Regions from separate parts of the Mus musculus genome. Here region 2 is linked to region 1. A link is a contact called in public promoter capture Hi-C data. All regions are on one chromosome and are shown on one strand. The core of a region is the stretch at or near the end of the contact, and the rest is flanking DNA. Distances in the headings are between cores, read along the strand shown.

The links. Capture Hi-C pulls out chosen DNA fragments and counts their contacts.
Region 2: a contact with region 1 is called in a promoter capture Hi-C map of adipose tissue, with 3 times the contacts expected there. The contact joins the promoter of Cdc25a here to the promoter of Tusc2 in region 1. A contact is called at or near these places in 1 of 39 promoter capture datasets (pre-B cells), 1 of 115 datasets of contacts at active chromatin or transcription factors (astrocytes) and 1 of 9 other capture datasets (adipose tissue).

The regions. Positions count from the first base shown.
Region 1 is chr9:107,561,504-107,565,451 of GRCm38.p6, forward strand. It overlaps Tusc2 (tumor suppressor 2, mitochondrial calcium regulator), which reads left to right and starts at 1,752. Exons shown (of 3, transcript NM_019742.4): 1 at 1,752-2,029; 2 at 3,073-3,193; 3 at 3,344-3,948. The coding sequence starts at 1,884. The coding sequence ends at 3,409. It overlaps Rassf1 (Ras association (RalGDS/AF-6) domain family member 1), which reads left to right. Exons shown (of 6, transcript NM_001243748.1): 6 at 1-764. The coding sequence ends at 42. Gm9917 (predicted gene 9917) reads right to left here. Exons shown (of 2, transcript NR_166687.1): 2 at 1-2,410.
Region 2 is chr9:109,873,753-109,877,700 of GRCm38.p6, forward strand. It overlaps Cdc25a (cell division cycle 25A), which reads left to right and starts at 1,827. Exons shown (of 15, transcript NM_007658.3): 1 at 1,827-2,407; 2 at 3,409-3,482. The coding sequence starts at 2,238.

The DNA of each region.
Region 1 (3,948 bases), core at 502-3,001:
CAGAAGATCCAGGAGGCTCTGCACGCCTGTCCTTTGGGGTGACCTTGGGTCTCCATGGATGACAGGAGGAGAACAGGCAGTGCAAAGAGCGTGCCGTGTGAGTGTGACAGGGCCTGTGGGGCCTGAGGAGTGCGTGTGCATGGAGGTCCTCCTCTGCTGACCGGGATGAGCCCAGAGAACAGGGAAAGAGCCAGCCGTCTACCTGTGGATATAGTGGGGCGGGGCTTTGCATCCCTCTGCCCGTATGTACTGGGTCATACTCTGCGTAGCTGCTCAAGTCACAGGGTCGCAGCTGTGAGAATCTTAGAGACTCTACAGACAAAACAAGGTTATATTTTCACGGGTAAGAGACCTTACCTATGGAGAAAGATTGTTTTGAGTCATGAATGGGTCTCAGGATAGCCCTATCAGAGCCAAGGGTAGCTGCTCAGAATAATACAAGCAATTAAGGTAGAGTCTGGGGTTCCCTCTTACCGTGCCTTCTGACTTCCAAACAAACACCCTGGGGTCAGAGAGGGCTGGCCAGTACAACAACTACAGTGGCTCAGTCAGTGCCTCCTCTAAGGGAAAGGTTGCTGGACCAGACCCTCTTCTTGTTTGCCAAAGCCAGAGTCTCCCTCAGATATTTTTGATGGAAGTGTATGAATGTATGTAATGTTTTGTGGCCTCAACTGAATGTGGGGAAGGGATGGGGGTGTGACAGTCATCATCAGGGCCTGATGCCTGAGAGAATTGGCTGAATAAAGATGTAAGAATTTTTCTGGTTTTGGACTCTATAGATGTGGGCCCCCAGTCGGGGTAACACCTAATGAAAGACTGCCAACAAAGATTGACACATCCAGAGTGCACCCTCTCCAAGGTCGCAGTGGGACCAATATGTTCAGGAAATGTATGCCTGTGGATTCAGGTGTCTTTCAACCCTCCAGGGCTCAGGTCATGAAGAGACAAGAATAAGCTACAGTTACTACACAGGAAACTTTTTTCTCCAGGCCAACTCAGAGAAACCATAGCAGTAACCCCTTCTCCAAAAAACTACTCGTGGGTCCCACACTTCACATGCTACCAGGGGAAAGCTGGTAATAATTATTTTCCTGAAGAATGTTCTCTGGTGAACTTACAACACTTAGTTTAGGTTCCTTCAGACCTCAAATATACTCTTAAGAAATTGATCAAAAAAGTTTTAAAAAGAAGTTTGGCTCCCTGTGCGGTTGGTCACTCCTTTAATCCCAGTATTCGGGAGACAGGCATTTGAGCGTCAGCCATTTATACATGGCAAGTGCCAGGCCAGCTAAGGCTACATAGTGAGACCCTGTCTCCAAAAGAAAAAAGAAAACAAAAACATTAAGCAAGATCCGTAGTTTCTTTACAGGCAAATGTGACAACTGCAAAGACACAGTTGTGAAAACAGCCAACCTTAGCCTCAGACAGGCCTAAGGTCCCTTAGGGGTGGAGGGGTGACCTAATTGACTATTGCTACTGGGCCGGAGTTTTGGGCGTGTCAGGGACGTAGAGACAACTATACCGGGTCCGACCTTAAAGTCAACAACAACACATTACCTCCGCCTTTCTGGAAGGGAGCTGTCCCAGCTGACCCTTGGGACCCATAGGCTTCTGGGACCTGGAGGCAGCGCATCCTGTGGTGGTCAGCCTCTGAGAGTGGCCATTGGTTCTACACCACAGACTGACGAGACCTTTAGCCACTCAGAGGAGGCACCGTGCAGGACGCGCGGAAGCGGAAGTGAGGTTTCCGTGGAGACAGCAGAGCCTGCGGAAGGCGGCGGCGGCGGCACCTGCGAGTGGAAGCTGGGGCAGGGCATGGTCGCGCCCGCCGCGCTGTGAGAGCGGAGCGGCCGCTGGGTCCGCCATGCGCCCGCGGCGCTGACATGGGCGCCAGCGGCTCCAAAGCTCGGGGCCTCTGGCCCTTTGCCTCCACTCCGGGGGGCGGCGGCCCAGAGGCGGCAGGCTCCGAGCAGTCTCTGGTGCGGTCTCGAGCCCGAGCAGTGCCTCCCTTCGTATTCACGCGCCGCGGGTAAGGGCATGGGTATCTGCCTTTGGGAGGACATCCGGGAATGAGAAACGCCCCCCTACATTTGAATCAGACGACTGTCATATTTTGGGTCCCAGTCAAAGCAAGGAGAAGGGAAAACCAAGCGGCGTTCAGCTCTTGACCGCCCAGATGGTCTTTTTAGAGAATTGCCTGAGGTTCGTCTCTTAGGGAGCAGCTCCATAATTCAGCTAAGACGGCCTCTAAGAGTCTTAAAACCTCCCTTTCATCCAACTCAGCCTGCAAATTAAAGGCATTTATGTCCCTTCTGTTCTTCTAAGCCTTAGAAGAAATCTAAGGGAAGATGACCTTCTGTTTAGGTGTCTTGCCTTCCTCACTGTGAAGTTGGACCTCCGAGAATAGTGTCTGGAAAAGCAGAGAAAGGCGTCAGTGTTGAAGGTGGGGCCACAACAAAAAAAGTGCCCTCAGCCAGTTGGGTTCTCTAGATCTGGAACACTAACCTAACCTTCTTTTTTCCCAGGTGCTCACACAAAATGGCCTGGACCTAGTGAGCTCCTAGGGACTGGCATTCCCTGTGATGGAAATTTGACCGTAAATACCAGAAAGACCCAACAGTGTCGATTAGACAGTGCCAGCCACTGGGGAATGACTTGGAGTGCAGCCTTCTGGGCTCAGACATCCACCATCTTGGTCTTTGGCCCTGGACCAGCAGTGTCTTTAGAAGTGAGACCAGTATGCCCAGGCCACTACCCCACCCACTCCATAAATAAGCCCTAGGTGAAGGGCCTGCTACTAGAATCATGACCTTTGTGAAACAGACCAGTGGTGAGGACTAACTTTAGTTGCCTAGAGAGGGTGCTCTGATGTGACATCCTGTTGGTATGACAGGGCAACAGTGGCCTTGTCACACTGCCTGCTTCCCTCCGGGCACCAAGCAAAGAGTTCTTCCACGGAGAACGCACGTTGTGCGTCTTCTCTTGGGGTTCAGCGTACTTCCCTGTGGTCTGTGGCCCTTGCCAAGGCCAGGGATGAGGCTCCAATCCAGCCTGTTCCCCTTCTCTCCACAGCTCCATGTTCTACGATGAAGATGGAGATCTGGCTCACGAATTCTATGAGGAGACAATCGTCACCAAGAATGGGCAGAAGCGAGCCAAGCTGAGGCGGGTACATAAGAATCTGATTCCTCAGGTGAGGGTCCGAGCAGTGATCATAAAGCCTACATCAGTATGTCAACGGAGATACAGATGGGGCTTTCTGGGGGAAGAGCTGGGAAGAACAGAGAGGCTCTTAGCATAGAGGCCCAGAGCTGATCTTCACTAGCCTCTGTTTCCATGGCAGGGCATCGTGAAGCTGGATCCTCCCCGAATCCACGTGGATTTCCCCGTGATCCTCTATGAAGTATGAACCTGTGTGTGGCATGGCAGACACGAGCACCCACTGCCCCAGCAAGAAACTCCCAGGATCAAGGTGTAGCTTCCATTCAGGAGTCCAGGCTGGTGCCACAACCTTGAATAAACTAAACTCCGTTGGCCCAGAACCTTCAGTTGTAAGAGGGGTTGTCCCTCAGTGTTAACTGGTATTGGCGGATGTCTGAACAATAAGAGGTTGGTGGCTGGTGAGGGCTAAGGACAGAATTACCAGCCCGTCTCCCCCAGCCGCTTGTGGGAGAAGCATGACAGGAGACACGTGCCGGTCAGGAATGCCTGGTTCCTGGTTACCTGCCTGACCTGCTTTCTTCCAAGCTTGCCTAGGGCCCAGCCCTCCTAGAAGCTACAGCACTTTACAAGCAGAGTCTGCCTTCTTCCAGCCCCTGGGCTGTAGGGGCTCTACCCAAGTGGGAACTTCCTTTTCCTCACTCCCCTTCCCCCCTAGTCAGAGCATTTCAGCCGTTTGCTACCTCGATTCCTCCTGTATCGGACAGACTGGAGATACATACCAGCCTC
Region 2 (3,948 bases), core at 577-3,076, 2.3 Mb after region 1:
TTTGGTTTTTCGAGACAGGGTTTCTCTGTATAGCCCTGGCTGTCCTGGAACTCACTTTGTAGACCAGGCTGGCCTCGAACTCAGAAATCCGCCTGCCTCTGCCTCTCGAGTGCTGGGACTAAAGGAGTGCGCCACCACGCCCCGCTTTACATTTTTTTTTTTTTTTTTTTTTTGGTGTTGCTTGTTTTTTGAGAAGGGCCTTAAGTAGCCCCACCTGGCCTAGAACTCCCTGTGCAGCTGAAGGTGACTTTAAATTTCTGCTTCCAACTCCCACATTCTGTAGTTGCAGGTATTTCTCACCTTCCCCAGCTCAAATTACATCCTTTGAGCAATGTAACTGGGGAAGCTCAATGGGGGTAGGGTGGGATGTAGCTTACTTAGAAGTGTTTACCTAACAAGCACAAAACTAAGTTCAGTGGTGAACTGGGAGATCAAATTCAAGGCCATCCTTGACTATAGAGAGTCCAAAGCCAGCCTGACTGCACGGGACCCTGTCTCAAAAGAAAAATATATGGAATCACAAATATGGCCATAGTGAAGATACTTAAGAAGCCCATAACCATGTCTTGTGATATAATGGTTATTCATCTAAATAGTGAATAAAGTAACTACCTTCCCTTCACTCTGGTCCCTCCTGGAATTATTTTTGTGATGTAAGACTTGTAAAGATTAAGTACACTAGTAGAGTTATCACACATGAAACACTGTCATGTACATAAACACTAAATGTTGCCTAGTACTTTTACAGTGATTTGAATGGCTCCCATGGGCTCATATGATTGAATGCTTGATCCCCAACTGTTTGGGAGGGATTTTAGAGAAGGTGTGGCCTTGTTGGAACAGGTGTGTAGATGGGAGTGGGTTTTGAGTTCTTAAAAACCCACACCAGGCAAAGTCTCTCTCTCTCTCTCTCTCTCTCTCTCTCTCTCTCTCTCTCTCTCTCTCTCTCTCTTCCTCCCTCCCTCCCTCCCTCCCTCCCTCCCTCTCCCTCTTCCTTTCTCCATCCCACCTCCCCCCACCCCCTTCTCTCTGCTTGCTATCTGTGGATCATAGCTCTCAACTACTCCTGTTTCAGCCCGGGCTATTAAAAAAAAAAGTCCCTATTTCAAAAATTAATTAAATTAATTAATCAGAGTCTGGAGCAGGAATGGTGGCACATGCCTTTAATTTCAGCATTCGAGAGGCAGAGACAGAGGCAGATCGATCTGAATTCGAGGCCAGACTGGTCTACAGAGCGGGTTCGAGGACAGCTAGGGCTACACAGAGAAACCCAGTCTCGAAAAAGAAAAAAAGAAAGACAAAATCAGAGCCTGAAGTCCTGTGAAGGAAAAGAGGGATCCAGGATCCATGGTACTGTACCACACAGTTAGAGAAGAGCCAACGCCTGGTCCAGATGGCCTTCCCTAGTCTCTCTGTCTCCTAAAAAAAAAAAAAAAAAAAAAAAAAAAAAAAAAAAAAGTGCACAGCACTATGCTCAGTAGCTCAGACAGGTGTGTAGCACACGCTGTAGGAACTACACTACCCAGCATGCAACTGAAAAAGAGCGGGGCCTTTCGGTAGGGACTAGCGCCCCCACAGAAAGTTTCATTGACTCCTTTCTCATTTCAGCCACCTCCCAACTCTTCAGGCTTCGCCCCCACCGAGAGAGGGCGTGACCTCGAGGAGGCCCACGAGACGCTTCCTCCTTTCCTTCTCATTGGTCCGGCTCAGCTGTCATTCGGGAGCGAGGAGAAGTTTGCTTCCTGATTGGTGAATTCCGTTTGGCGCCAACTAGGAAAGGGGCGGGGCGGCGGCTATCCTGAGTGTGCAGCAATTAACGCTAAGGCCACTTTGGTGGTGAGGGAAGTGAAGGTTCCTTCTCTGCGAGCCGGCTACGGAGCAAGGAGGGAGAAAAAAAGTGAGGCGAGTTAGTCGGAGCGGTGGTCTCAAGACTCTTCCTCCACGGAGTTTGTTTGGATTTAATCTTGAGGTTGCAGGCGCCCGCCCGCCTGCGGGCCTCGCGGGACAGAGAGGGAAGCACCGGTGCTTGTGCCTGGCGCCTGCCGAGTCCCCTACGCTCGCCGGTCCGCGCCGCTGCCCGTGGCGGCCGCGTCTCTGAACCGCGGGGTCGTGTTTGTGTTTGACCCGCGGGCGCTGGTGGCGTGGCACGCGGCTGAAGCCGGTGCCAGCGGGGCGGGGCCCGGCGCAGCGGAGGCGGAGGAAGACGGAGCGGGAGTCCGGGCAGGCCCGGCGGCGCCATGGAACTGGGCCCGGAGCCCCCCCACCGCCGCCGCCTGTTCTTCGCTTGCAGCCCCACGCCTGCGCCGCAGCCCACGGGGAAGATGCTGTTTGGCGCGTCAGCTGCTGGCGGACTGTCCCCTGTCACCAACCTGACGGTCACCATGGACCAGCTGGAAGGACTGGGCAGGTGAGAGACCAGCGAGCGATGCCCCAGGCCGCTGGCCTCTGGTCGGCCCTCGGGATGATCCAGCAGGAAACAGAGTCTGTCCACTTGGTTCTGATGCTCCGACCCGGAATGGCCTGGCTAGGGCCCGCCATGTGCACCCTCCCTCCCGGGCGGAATGTTGGGCGGGAGAGGCCGTTCGGATAGTCCAGGGCTATCCTCAGCCAAGAGCCAGACCGCGGAGATCGAGGAAGCCTGCTGGGCATCCTGTCTTGTTCACCCCTTTCAGATTTCTCTCTACGCTGTCTCTATTCCAGAAAAGTCTTTGGAATCTACCCTTATGGGGGTTGGGAGGGAGGGTGAGAATGGGTCCTCCTAGGCCCTCTTTGCTGAACCACCCGCGCCGGATCTTAGTTTCCTGTAAGCTTTGTTCCTTCTCAACAAAGGGACGTGGCATTTTCTTTTCTTGCATTTGTGTAAAATCTATGCAGCCACCTGGCCGGCACGTTTCTTGTATCTACCCATCTACTACCTTTTTTAAGCTATCACTTTTTACCTAACTTTTCCATATTGGAAATCTTCGAGGACTTTGTAGTCCTACACCACTATCACTAACAAAAATGCTTAACACTATTTTTAGTGAAGTTGCTTTTCCTTCGATGTTGGGTATTTCGCCTCCTAAACTTGTCTTACAACTTTTGCAAACCCTGAAAAGCTGGGACTCCTGGCCTAGTCACCTTTGCCCTTACTCCTGGCTCACTCAGAACCTCAGACTGAGGCTCTCCTTTAAGGAAACCCAGCCCTTGCCACAGGCCTGTCTGACAATGTGGCCCAAGGCCAAACCACTCACTCCTTTCTTTGTTTAAATGCCAACTGGGGTATTCTGGGTGGCCAAGTGGGGTGTCCTTGGCTTGGTCTCTCAAAGATGGTTTGTGGCAGCCTGGCTACTTCGTGGCCTGTATGTCACCTTTTTTTTAATCATGTGCTAGAAATTGCTCATGTGGAGGTGCCTCTCTTGGTTTCAGTGACTGTGAGAAAATGGAAGTGAGAAATAACAGCAGTCTACAGAGAATGGGCTCCTCAGAATCGACCGATTCAGGTATTGCCATTACTGTTCATGTGTGTCTATGTATGTGCTCGTGTGTGTTTAGATCAGAAGGCATCAGAGCCGCTGGAGCTGGAGTTACAGGCCATTGTGAGCTGCCTGATATGGCTGCTGGGAACTGAATTTGTCCCCTCTACAGGAGCACCAAGTGCTACTAACCACTAAGCCACTTATTTTTAAGAATTTAATTAAATCAATTTATTTATTTTGAGACAGGGTCTCACCATGTAGATCACATTGGCCTCTTGCCTCTTGAGTGCTGTGGTTAAAGGCATGGGCCACCATCCATCCCCCTGACCACTCCAGGTGTCCGTTCAGCCTTCACATTCATCTGGAGTCAGCCATTCGGGAAGCATCTTGCCTAGGAATTTAATTGGCAACAGTACACATAGAAATTGTGGTGTGGTGTGGTGTGGTGTGAAGTGACAAACACCCTTTAGTAGAGTACAGAGGAAGCTCC